Regions from separate parts of the Sus scrofa genome. Here region 1 is linked to region 2. The links are chromatin contacts, called in public HiChIP or PLAC-seq maps. All regions are on one chromosome and are shown on one strand. Each heading gives the region's core, a stretch centred on a gene start, on an enhancer-like site or on the middle of the called end of the contact. The rest is flanking DNA. Distances are from core to core; before and after follow the strand shown.

Region 1 (6,046 bases), core at 1,311-3,810, 180 kb after region 2:
TTTCCCCACTCGCAGGGATTTTCCTGCGTATGTGTTCAAGCATGTGTTATATAATCTGGATATTAAATTATTTAACACATAATTTAGCACAAAATCCACTGCAAAGTAAAAAGTAAATGAGGAATCACACTCATCAGTTATTCCAAGAAAAGAGACAAGTAGGAAAGAGATTTTTCACTGTACTTCCCTTTATCTTTGGTAATGCGAACCTTGTGAATATATTACTAAATCCAGAAATAAATAAATAAAAGTTAAAAGCTTTTGCCATTGTGATGGTTTTTATGTAAACAGTTCAGTATTTTATTTGGTATTTTGACGGTCCTGCTATAGCAAATAGCTAAAGATCGTTCAGGACTTTCATGCTATCATTGTTTTTATGGAGTTGGGTCTTATTTTATTTATTTATTTATTTGTTTGTTTTTTGTTTTTTGTCTTTTCAGGGCCACACCTGCGGCATATGGAGGTTCCCAGGCTAGGGGCAGAGTCGGAGCTGTATTTGCTGGCCTCTGACAGAGCCACAGCACTACAGATCACAGCAAGGCCAGCTCCTTAACCCACTGAGCGAGGCCAGGGATCAAACCTGCATCCTCATGGATGCCACACAGATTCATTTCTGCTGAGCCATGTCGGGAACTCCTGGAGTTGGGTTTTAAATATGAACCCTCCAAGCAAGGAGAATGCCAGAGTGCTCATTTCTTCCCAACGGCTGATTTTTCTATTGTGATATTATCCGATTTATTTTTTTAGGTTAGAGCTGGCAGTAGGCAGAATTCTGAGACAGCCCCACATTTATATGAGTTTTTAGCTCACAGCCAGGCTCTTTTGTTCACGTGTTGTCTGTGGATACTTTTGCTCTGCAGCAGAGTTGAGTAGTCTCAACAAGAAGCCACACGGCCCCCCAAAACCTACAATCGTTACTGTATTTCCCTTTAGAGGAAAAGTTTGCCAACCCCTGTTGAAACCATTTTGAATTATCTCCTCATATTTGCAGCCTAAAAGCATTCACACAATTTTGGTCTCTTTCGTTCTGATGAAAAGTGAAATAACACTAAACCAAAACTGATAATAATGACTATGCAGGTTTTCAAGTCAATTTTGACTGAGGAATAGCATACTACATGAAAGTTTACAAATCATTATTGTACAGCTCAATGAGCTTTTACAAAGCAAAGATAACTTGTGTAACCCTCACCAAACCACAAGAACTCCCTTGTCCCACCTTTAGTCACTTCGTATCCCTCCCCAAAGACACTCACCTTTCAGATTTCTGTCAGAAGACATCTCCATAGCTTAATTTTGACTGCTTATAAACTTCATATAAATGGATTTATAGTATGTTTATATTGTGTCTGACTTCTTTTGCTCTGTGTTTTGATTATGAAATTCCTCTGTTTTTGTAGCAGAAGTTCATGCATTCTCATTGCTATGTATTGTTCCATTGTGTGTCACGATTTATTTATCCATTCTACAGTCAGTGGACATTTGAGTTGTTTCCAATTTTTGACTATTACAAAGAGTGCTGTTGTGAATAATGTATTTTTTGTGTGTGTGTATATATATATGTATATATGTACATGCTATATATGTTACATATGTAAGTTATATATGTATATGTTATGTGTGTATATAAGTCATATACATATGTGTATGTATGACATACACACTGATGGAGTGGAAGTGTGAGTTATTCATAAATTTTTTTTACTATGAATCTGCAGTACAATTCAATGTCAGAAAGTACAGAGTTTCGCTGAACAGAAATTGGTCTTGTTCCCATTTTACTTTAACATTAAGATTAATTTAGCAGAGTGTCAGGCTCAAAAGACTACATGCAACCAGACACCCATAGCATTACTTTAAAGAATTTTCAAGCTGCCTGCCTGGAGACTAATTGTTCGAGCAGCTGAATTCAAATCATTGCTTCCTTTGGAACACTGGGAAGGATCAGATCACTCTGGCAAGTTGCTAAGTCACAGAAGTGCATTTTCTGGGACGTATTCCTTACTTTAGGAAAAAGTGATGAAAAGTTATAGATGGATGGGGTGGCAGGGAGCCGCAGTAGACAGAGAGCTCAAAAAAAAAAAAAAAAAAAAAAAAAAAAGAAGAAGAAGAAAAGAAAAAAAAAAAAAAGGCAAAATTGCTGCAGTCAAGTTCCAGTGATTTTCCTACTTAGCAGCCCTGTTATTTAAAAAAAAAAAAAAAAAAGCCATAGAAAATCAAGATTTTATTGAAGGGGACGTTCCTCCCATTCCATCCACCTTCAACTGGTACTTCTGCCTTGTTCCCTTAATCACTAAGGCAAAAATTATCCAAGGGTTTGAAAACAGTTCATCTATTTGTTTCTTTTTAGCAGCTCCCAAGGATTTCATGGAGAGCAAACTGTCTTATACATACCAGGAAAATGAAGAGAACCAAGAAAAGTCTATATGGACAATAAGGAGAGGCATATACATTTGACTAAAGTTCTTTTTCCACTCATCACGTGTTACCAAACCAGTAGAGAAGATTCAATCTGATAATTATCAAGATGAGTCACCAGTAGCCACAGAGTGCTAGGGTCAAACTCAGGGCTTTTGTGGTTTTGAGCTGCTGTCCTCCCAACAAGATAGCACATTCCTCACTGATCTATTTTGGCCTGTGTCTCTTGTTTGGCCAAGTCTAAGATAAAGATTTCTTTAAGGAAGAAAGGAAGCCAGATGTGGGGGAGAGAGGAAGGAGGGAGGTGAAAGGAAGGGGAAGAGGAGGAGGAAAAGGGGGAGAGGATTTAAAAAAAGGTAAGCATTCTCTGCAGGACCCTAGAAATATTGCACCATGAACTTTCCAGAGCAGAGCAGATCATGTTTTCTACCCCCTAGGGGTCTGCTCCAGGTTTGGTGTGGGCCTACCTCAGGGTGGGTCCTTCAGCTTTCTTTAGAAACTTTGGTATTTTCGACTTGATCTTGTCTCCCTCAGCCTCCAAGGGCCAGTGACAGAGCGAGCTCTAAGGCAGCACCTCTGACCCTAGACCCAACTACAATCTCTTGCTAGGACTATGACAGTCTAAAGAGAAAAGAAAGTGGAGAAAGGGATATACCTTCATAAGCTAACAATATACGGAAGAATTGGACAGAATATCCCAGGCTTTGGAGGTACAGACACTGAGACATTATACAGCTGTCTTGAACAGGGCTGTGCTGTCTGATTTCCAGGATTCCCTCCCACCTGAAACCAAAACCCAAACCAAAATTTCTGCCCTAATTTTAATTTAGAGAATACCATCATGGAACTCTACTGGTAGCTTATGGGCACACTTAGAAAGCTGTAGGCTCTGTATCATCCAGCAGTAATTGGTTTTGCTTTGCAAAGCTCTCAACTCTTAGAAGCTGGAAACAGTGTCCTATTTTCATTTTTTAAATCTTCTTCCCCCCGTTTCCCTGCCCCAAACTCTTGAAAGAGCACTTTTCCCAACTCAGGTTCCAGAAGCACTTATCTTGAAAGCTTCTGGCAGAACTTTATTGCTCCGTGTCACACTCCTGTGAGGTGGCAAAGGTCTGTTATCCCCATTTTATTGCCAGGAAGCCGAGATGGCAGCCAAGGGCTTTGCTGAAGGTCAGCATTGGGGCAGGGGTGCCTCAAGGCAGGACTCCGAGTTCCTGGAGGCCTCGCTAGACTCCGAGGCCTTGCCTCTGTTTGAACTGCCTTAAAAATAGGACTTTCAAGAATTCCGATGACTAGACTGAAACTCTGCAGCGCTTTATTTACTAATGGAGCCGTGGTAACTGCATACATTAATGTTATTCATTGACTTACAGCCAAAAGCCATTCATTTACTAGAGGCTCCACCTAAAAGGGACTATTTCCCTCATCACTGATTATAATCCCACACTTCCCTGTCACAACAGGAGAAAACAAGTAGTGACATCAAACACCAAAGGCAAAGCATGGATTGTCCTTTTGGCCTCAAGGAGAACAAACTCCTCACCAGGCCTTGGTTTCCAGTCTGGCAGGTCTCTCTCCAGCCACCTGGGTGCTTCTGAAAGTGACTCCCCTGCATCTTATTCTCTCTGACCCTCCCCTTCACCCCACCTACCTCTCTCCTTCAAAATCTCTTATCTTCAAGGTTCATCTTAATCACCTCCCAGAAGAAGCCACTCCCAATTTCCCCACCAACCCTGTGTGTCTCTTCCTTTGAAGCACTTATCTGACGCTATCTTCTTTACAACTTCTTACTGGCCTTATGGCCCTTTTGTGTAGATTATAAACTACTTACCTGGCAAGGAAGGTTTTACTCATCCTTCCAGTGGTCTGAGATGTAAGACCCAGTCAGACCCACAGCCTAGGGAACTGCTTACTACATGGGTGGACACATTTTTTCTGTTAAAGACTGGCTAGTCAGTATTTTAGGCTTCGCCCGTCACCGTCACCGAACAGTCGCTATCAATTCTTCTCTGTTTCCTTTGTTACAACCCTGTAAAAATATAAAAACCACTTTTAGGTCAGCTAGGGGCTGGATTTGCCCCCGTGGCCATGGTCTGCCTGACCCCTGGCTTAGGAAGCATTATTTGTTTGGATTGTCACTGATTGACATCTGTTGAAAATTACTTATTTTGTATTTATGGAAATTTTAGCACAGCTAATGACTTTTGTATCTGTAAAAATGGCAGTGTTTTGGAGTTCCCGTCGTGGCTCAGTGGTTAACGAATCTGACTAGGAACCATGAGGTTGTAGGTTTGATCCCTGGTCTCACTCAGTGGGGTGGGGATCCGGTGGTGCCGTGAGCTGTGGTATAGGTCACAGATGCGGCTTGGATCCTGTGTTGCTATGGCTCTGGCATAGGCTGGCAGCTACAGCTCCAATTGGACCCCTAGACTGGGATGTGCTGCGGGTGTGGCCATAGAAAAGACAAGGAAAAAAAAAAAAAAAAAGACAGTGTTTGTAATGAGAATGCTTTCTTCCACTTTTCTAATATGGTGAAAGATCAAGGGTGCCATATAACCCAAAGACACTTTTATACTCTTTTTTTTTTTTTTTTTTGTCTTTTGTTGTTGTTGTTGTTGCTATTTCTTGGGCCGCTCCCACGGCATATGGAGGTTCCCAGGCTAGGGGTCGAATCGGAGCTGTAGCCACCGGCCTACGCCAGAGCCATAGCAACGCGGGATCCGAGCCGCGTCTGCAATCTACACCACAGCTCACGGCAACGCCGGATCGTTAACCCACTGAGCAAGGGCAGGGATCGAACCCGCAACCTCATGGTTCCTAGTCGGATTCGTTAACCACTGCGCCACGACGGGAACTCCCACTTTTATACTCTTAACTTTTTGTACTTCAAAGAGAAATTCTATATGCTAGTATCTGTATTTATTTTATTTTAAAAGACCAAACAGTTAAAAGATGGGTGAAACCCAGTGCTTACATTTGTGGAAGTATAAACTTGCAAGATCCATGCCTGCATCTTTCTGTGTCATTAAAGGGCCAAATTCCACCACCTTTACAAAGATTCTGCTAAAGCCATTGAGGCCTCTTGGCTTTTTTAGAAAATGGGATAATAAAACTAGCTCTGTGATAGGATTGTTTTTTTAAGGTGTTGCAAAATGTTTCATTTGTCCTGTCAATGATTGCTCTGAAGCAGGATCTTGGACAGGTTAATATTTATAATACCTGAAACTCTAGAGAGGAGGACAAAGAAATGTTCCCGTTCAAGTCTTCCTGACCTGGGTTACAGTTTAGTGCCCACACAATGCCATCCTCACCACCTCCCTGGCCCCAGGAATACTGCAAAGTAATAAGCATTAAATGTTTAGTCATTTCCTGCATCACGTTTGTCAGACATCATAGCCTTCCCTATTAACATATCTAACCAAGTTAGAGTTCAAACAGCCGGTTTCCATATCAGCAGCTGTTTAGTGTAATATCTTCTCAACAAAGGTGCCATAGGGAGCCTTTCAGAAAACCTCCTGTTAATTCTTCAGCCTGTTTTCCTGAAGAGAGCCAGCTGAGAAGAGTGTTGACTCTGTGCTGCTGATAATTTGCCAGTGTGTGTCTGTGAAACTTTTGCATATGAAATTGT
Region 2 (6,742 bases), core at 2,425-4,924:
GAGGACCGTCTCAGGCCTCTGGTGCAGGCCGAGTTATCTGTGCTGGTGGATGTCCTCCACAGGCCCGAGCTGCTTTTCCCAGAGAACACTGACGCCAGAAGAAAGTGTGAAAGTGGTGGTTTCATTTGCAAGTAAGCAGCCTCTCTGTACTGTCTTCAGGGCTCAGCTGCGGAGTCCCACTGACAACGCGTCACAGGTTCCTGAAGGCCGAGGGGCCGGCCTGGCTTTTGACTTTGGTGAATACAAGGTCTAGCGCTAGGGATCTGTTCTGACCTTCCCAGAGTGTGCAGGTTTAGTCCCACTGTCTTGTTGTGTTGGTGAGAATTTCTCCTTTGACCTCCATGCTGGTTTGTTCATCTTCCATTCAACAAGTGTGGGCTGTTGCCTTGGGCTGCCCGACAGATTCAGAGAGGCTTGACCTTCCTACAGACCTGTCAGTCTTCCTGACAGCTTTGTAGTTTCTCAGTTTATGCCTTGGGGCCTAATCTAGAAGAAACTGCTGGTTCCATGTACAGAAATTACCATCTGATTTTCACCTTAAGGTCAGTTTGTTGATACATTTGAGCGTGGGCTCAACCTCTGAGTTGCTGACTTTTCTGGGTCCCTCAGAGGGTAAGACTGGATCAGGGAACAGTGTGTTTGCCCCAGCTATCATACTCCTAGGTTTTTCACACTGTTGGCATATTCCAGCCACGTGACTGGCAATCCTTAGCGGATAAATAGTTGCACTTCGTGAATGAGCAGGTTTGAGTGGGCCTCTGTCTCCTTTCACCCCTTCCTGTAATCTCTCCACAGCAAGTGGTGAAGAGGAACCTGTTTGCTGTTATTGACCAGCAGATGGCACTATTGAGACACCAACTGGCTCTTCTTGCAGGAAGTGTCCTGGAGCTTGTTTAACCCGGGAGCCCTTCCTAAATATTTGTTTATTATCTGACTAACTAAATAAGTTGACTGTCAAATATTTAAAGAAAATTAATTTATTAAAAAATTTATTAAAGTATAGTTGATTTATAATGTGCCAATTTCTGCTGTTCAGCCAAGTGATTCAGTCGTACTAAAATACACATTCTTTTTTAATGTTCTCTTCCATCATGCTCTATCCCAGGAGATTGAATAGAGTTTTCTATGCTGTGCAGTGAGACCTTGTTGTTTATCCATTATCAATGTAATAGTTGGTATCTACTGATCCCAAACTCCCAGTCCATCCCTCTCCCTCCCTGTCCCTCTTGGCAACCACAGGTCTGTTCTCTCTCTCTCTCTTTTTTAAATTTAAAGATTGTTTCTGGGATGTAATCTGTGGTTTTCTTTTTCATTTAGGTTAATAAAGCACACTAAACAGCTGCTAGAGGAAAATGAGGAGAAACTGTGCATTAAGGTTCTACAGACCCTCAGAGAAATGATGACCAAAGATAGAGGCTATGGAGAAAAGGTACTGCATTTTATTTTTATGTTAAAACTAGGTTTTATTGCTAAATTGAAGTGGAGTGGTGGCAGTTAGAAATCCAGCTTAGTTCAGGAATATTGACAGAGGGGTGAACATTTAAAAAAAAAAAATGTCTCTAAAGGTAGTGAAATCATATGACTGTCTCTTTAAAAAGTCATATATGTTTAGTTGTCTCTTACAGGTTGCTTGCTGTGCAATCTATATTCAGAGAAATAGTAACCATAAAATGTTCTATCTATATAAGTTCCCAGTGAGAATGCAAATGCCTCTTGTGTATCAAAGTTGGTGTTTCTGAATTTGGGGGTCCAGTTATGCATACCTATGGGTTTACTTGCTTCTTTCTGGTGAGATGTTGCACAGACCTTCCAGTATGTAATGAAACTGCCTCCACTTCTAACTGGAATTAAGGCAGCAACTATGTCACCTTTTCTAATTGGGTTGTGAAATGGTCCATTCCTGGGGCAAGAGACTTTTCAGCACATGCTGTGAATAAAACTGTACAGAAAACACCCCTCACACCCCTGATTTTGGACCAGGTGGGATAAAAACAGCCCCATTGCTCTTCCTTTCTGCTGCCAGCAAAACAAAACAAAACAGAACAAAAACATGGACTTGAGTTTAAATCTCACCAGTCTTCATATGAAGGTAATACTCTTCACCAATTGTCTTTAAACAATTTTTATCAGCATGTTCCCAGTAGGTAAATATACTGATATCATTGACTTACCAAAATACCCAGTAACACATTTATTCATCTTTGTGAAGAAGCCTTAATAATTAAATCACAGCCTTCCTTGTCAAAAGGAATAGTGACAACCAGAATTATAAAAGCCTGTCAGAATCTTGCTTTCTAACCTAAGCAAGATGTATCATTAATATTAGAGCAATTTAACATGTGAGTCTTTGAATAAGAAAAAAATAAAGCAGAAAGGTACACAGACTTTTTTGCAGTATACACTCCCCCACTGCCCCCAGGGCACAAAGCTTTTAAATGTTGCTTTAAATTGGTAAAAATAAATTTAAGTTAAAACTTGAATAAATGTTGTTTATTTCAAAAGAAGTGTTGATAACTCAGGAGGAATTTTGTGGAGGAAACTGGACAGAAAAGAGTTTATAAACATAAATAATAAAAGCAAAGAAGTGGGGTACAAGTGGGAAGTAATATGACTGGCCTCACAACACCTGTGAAGGCACCTAGGTAGGTCTTAAAAAAAAAAAAAGGTGAGAGGGGAGCATAAGAGAGAATATACTTGTCAGATAAGTGAATAATAACCATTTATTCCACAAGATCTTTCTTTTTCTTAAAGTGAAGTTTAAGAAATGTTTAAGGGAGTTCTCTCTGTGGTGCAGTGGGTTAAGGATCTGGCGTTACTGCACCTGTGGTGTAGGTCGCAGTTTCAGCTTGGATTCGATTCCTGGGAACTTCAATATGCTGTGAGTGTGGCCAAAAAGAAAAACAAAGTTTAAAAAACATGATCCTAGTTTTAGAAATTCACTCTCCATAATAAGATAAAACCCACTAGGAGCCCTAACCAGCTGTGAATATATTTGCACTTTGGGGCATGAAACTTGATTTTTAAAATGCGGAGGCCACAATTTTCTCTTCTTGTGAGAATATCTGTTGCTTTCTATAACCGACATATTTAAGGAACACTTTGTGTCTCCACTCCAGTGAGTTTTGCACATTGCGATTATACTTTCATTTCTCTTAAGTTTTCTTTGTATGACATGGAAAGTGGAAGTACCAGGAGTTGGCTGAGTCTCTGTGGTTCGGCAGAAAAGCATAGCAGGGTCTTTGGGGCCCTGTAGAAGGTGCTCTCTGCTGCCTCTCCCTGCCTATCGGGCAGGGAGGACACTGCTTTAGCTCCTGGCAGGTGGCGGATCTGAGATGTTGTCACATTGCCTGTGAGAAGGCTCATGGAGAGGGCCAGGGCAGTAGAGGGCAGCAGGTGGAGGTCACTATCAAAGAGTTACCAGAGTTTAGAGGAGGTTCTTAAGCTGTAGCTCAGATCCCTTTTCAGCTGGTAAAGAAATTGGTCCCACAGAGCAGATAGAGGGTAGGAGGCAAGATGACATTTCTTTCCAGTCTGGTTGGTGCCACCATTCCATCCCCTTTGTGAAAGTGAAAATATGCTAAGCAAGTGTGGGAAATGCCACGCAACCGAGGAAGACAGTCTAGAAACCTGGGTTAGTCAGGAGGTCCAGCACCTCCTGGCACTTACATGTGATGCTTCTGGCCCTGCACTCTGGCTGCTGGAAAAGGCTACTTAACCATTCACTGTAGAAGGCAGTGGGGGGCACTAAATGATTTCTGTTCCTTCCAGTTTGGTTATTGGTATAACTTTGTCCCATCTCATTAAGGCTTTTGGATAATGCCTTTGATAATCTCTTGACTGCCCCTGTTTGACTGAAAAAGGAGCGGGGATAGGCCTACTCCTTCAAGGGTGAAATGAACCCAGAGCCAAAGCACTAACCTTTCTTGGGCAAACCAGTGGGTATTAGTCAATCAAGTACATGATGTGTTCTTTGAACTGGGTTCTCAGGACACAAGGGCAGGTGTTACTGCCATGCTGTCTCCCTGGCTCAGTTTTCCTATTTGTTGCCCCTTACATGGAGCTTGTCCCATGACTCATACCCTGCTGGGATATCCAGGGTTGCTCTGTTGCCCTGCCCTCTCCTGAGTCTTCAGGGTGGTTGGATCTGGTCCACTGGGCACTGGCATCACCTGTGGTTTGTGTCAGGCCCTGGAGGAACGAGTCAGATCCGTGAAAAGCCAGTGGTCAGTCCACTTGTCTTGGTCCACTGCCTAAGAAAAAGAGAGAACTATGACCTAGGACGGCAAGGTGGGGGCTGGGCAAAGAAGGTCGGCACATAATTCAGTCATGATCATTTAGGAATTAAAGACATCTTTAACTATTGTGTCCCTTAAATACAATGAGCCAGCAATATTTACCAAGAGTGGTAAATATTAAAAAATATATATTAGTAAGGTTCACCAAAATAAGTTCCTGTTGTGGCTCAGCAGGTTAAGAACACGACATAGTGTCTGTGAGGATGGGGGTTCGATTCCTGACCTCACTCAGTGGGTTGAGGATCTGGTGTAGGAGGCAGATGGGGCACAGGTACAGATGCAGCTCAGATCTGGTGTTGCTCAGGCTATGGTGTAGGCCTACACCTGCAGCTCCAGTTTTACCCCTAGCCTGGGAACCTCCATATGCCTAAAAAGAAAAAAATAATAAAAATAAAAAATTTTTAAAAATTTAAAAAGGATCAACAAAATAATGTGGAATATAATTTCATGTGATTTTTGTGTCCTTCATAAGCTAATAAACTTATGTATTCAAAGTTAATAAACTTTAAAATCAGGACTTTGCAACCATTCTGTGTGTGTAATGCCTACTAAACTCTGCTTTTAATTTACAGATCAAACCACATTTAAAAAAAAAATAACCACCCATAGCTAAACATCTTTAAAATTTAGCCTGAATCTCCCTATAACTCAGAGAACATCTTCAGGTTCCTAGACCCTGCTTGAAAAGAAAGCGTAGTTATTTTATATATTGGCTGCTCTGTAATCTACTATAGGATTTTTATTAAGCTGTTTTTTATCTAAGTTATTATTCAAAGAGCTTTGCAAAGAAATTCAGACTCCAACAATTAAATATAAATGGATATCTCAGCTTATATAAAAATCTATTTTTCTCATGAATGGTAGTAGCTGTTTTACTACTAGAAAGTTTTTGACCTCAAGTAACATCAGGGTTTTCATTTCATACAAATTATTGGTCCCCTGGTAATTACTAATGCTTCTTTTCTCTAAATGAATAAACTATTGACATTTTCAGCCACCAGTGTTTCTAACAGGAGTTTAGACTTGCAAAATGTAGTAAGTATTAATGAAATGTAAAAAAAAAAGTCATTTGAGGATCATCATTAAACAAGCATTGTGATTAATGCTCTTGTTTTTTCTTTTTCTTGAACTTGATGCTAATAGGTCATTTACTTGTTGCTAATATCATGTGGGTTGTACTAACTTATCACCCTGGGGGAAAATCTTGTCTTTAATCATCAATGGTATCAGGATTTGGAGCTTCTGGGCTTGGGAGATGTTAATCTTACTCTGTGCTTAAATTGAATCTGGATCTGATTGAGCCCAATGATAGTTTGGACCCCCAGATCTCCCACTGAATGGTAAAATGGGTTCAAAGAAAGAATTTCCTCCCAAGATGAGTTGATTGGGGTTGAGTCTTGGACCCTACTCCTTCCCATGGTCTTCTGAACGGATACAGTTCTTGGTGGGGGAACATGGCCTTGCCCATGGCTCAGTTCAAGGGTTCTCTCCACAAGAGAGTGCAAAGGTGCCATTCTGGGCTCTTGGTTAAGTGACCTGTGAGGTTTGATACCTGGCATGTGAACAGTGTGTGGCATCATCCTGCCCGTTCTGTTCCGGAGCAGAACTTGTAGGGCAGAGGTCAGGGGGAGGTGTGGTGCTGTGCAAAATGCCCCCACCTCTTAAGATGGTCACAGTCTAACTTGAGTCAGTGAGAAGAATACAGTGACAAAGTTTCTAACACTGAGCTCACTCTGTATTTTCTTTCCTAACACTTCTTCTTTTTCTCCCCCCTTTTCTTCTTTTCCAGCTAATTTCCATTGATGAATTGGATAATGCTGAGGTCCTAATTTCCTTTTTTTCCCCATGTCCTGTGGTGATGTTTCTGTGACCCTCTTCCAGTGAACTCTGTTGATCTGTCCCTTAGTCTCTGCATCGTGCCATATCTGACTGTGTAGCATGCCTCTGGGCGTGAGTTGAGTCCTTCGTGTCTGTGTTAGCATTTCCCACGAGTTTGTTTGTCATTTGTCCTTGGAGATCCCATCTGACTCTAGACAAAGACTTTCTAAATTGCAGTAAGATTTCAGTCATTCACTGTCTAGAATCTCAACTGAATTTGCGGTTGATGCTGGCTGTTAACCTGTCTCTGAAACTCAATATGGATATTACCATGAGGAGATTTTCTGTCTGTCTGTAAAGTACCAGTGCACAAACAAATAACTACATGAGTATAGTTTGGAAGTATTAAAAAAAAAAAAAAAGGCAAACCGATATTCTTGGTCTACAGGTTGGAAAGCGTTGAGTGTGAGGGGTCATATAAAATTTTGTCAAAGTGCAGTGCAAATTCTGCAGTGCTTGTTGAATCTTTCCAGCTGCTAGCTTACCATGGGATTAGGAATGTCCCACATCCTTGGCTTCTCTTCTAGGAAAACCCCCTAGAGATCCAGAAATTGAAATGTCATCTGACG

Evidence for each region. HiChIP or PLAC-seq counts read pairs in DNA pulled down with a chosen protein or histone mark.
Region 1: a contact with region 2 is called in an H3K27ac HiChIP or PLAC-seq map of alveolar macrophages. The contact joins two enhancer-like sites. A contact is called at or near these places in 11 of 47 Hi-C or Micro-C datasets (alveolar macrophages, blood, embryonic fibroblasts and 3 more) and 2 of 2 datasets of contacts at active chromatin or transcription factors (alveolar macrophages and skeletal muscle).

What each region holds. Positions count from the first base shown.
Region 1 is chr13:61,457,776-61,463,821 of Sscrofa11.1, forward strand. LOC106505661 (a long non-coding RNA gene) reads right to left here. Exons shown (of 12, transcript XR_002337646.1): 5 at 4,250-4,447. Among named protein-coding and RNA genes, the nearest start is that of BHLHE40, 67 kb to the right of the region's middle. Within about 2 kb of position 2,561, at least 20 of the 83 cell types and tissues checked have an H3K27ac peak or open chromatin away from gene starts, as enhancers often do. A contact at or near this core is called in alveolar macrophages, where this site is marked.
Region 2 is chr13:61,271,882-61,278,623 of Sscrofa11.1, forward strand. It overlaps ITPR1 (inositol 1,4,5-trisphosphate receptor type 1), which reads left to right. Exons shown (of 59, transcript XM_021069282.1): 38 at 1-131; 39 at 1,318-1,429. Among named protein-coding and RNA genes, the nearest start is that of ITPR1, 210 kb to the left of the region's middle. Within about 2 kb of position 3,675, at least 14 of the 83 cell types and tissues checked have an H3K27ac peak or open chromatin away from gene starts, as enhancers often do. A contact at or near this core is called in alveolar macrophages, where this site is marked.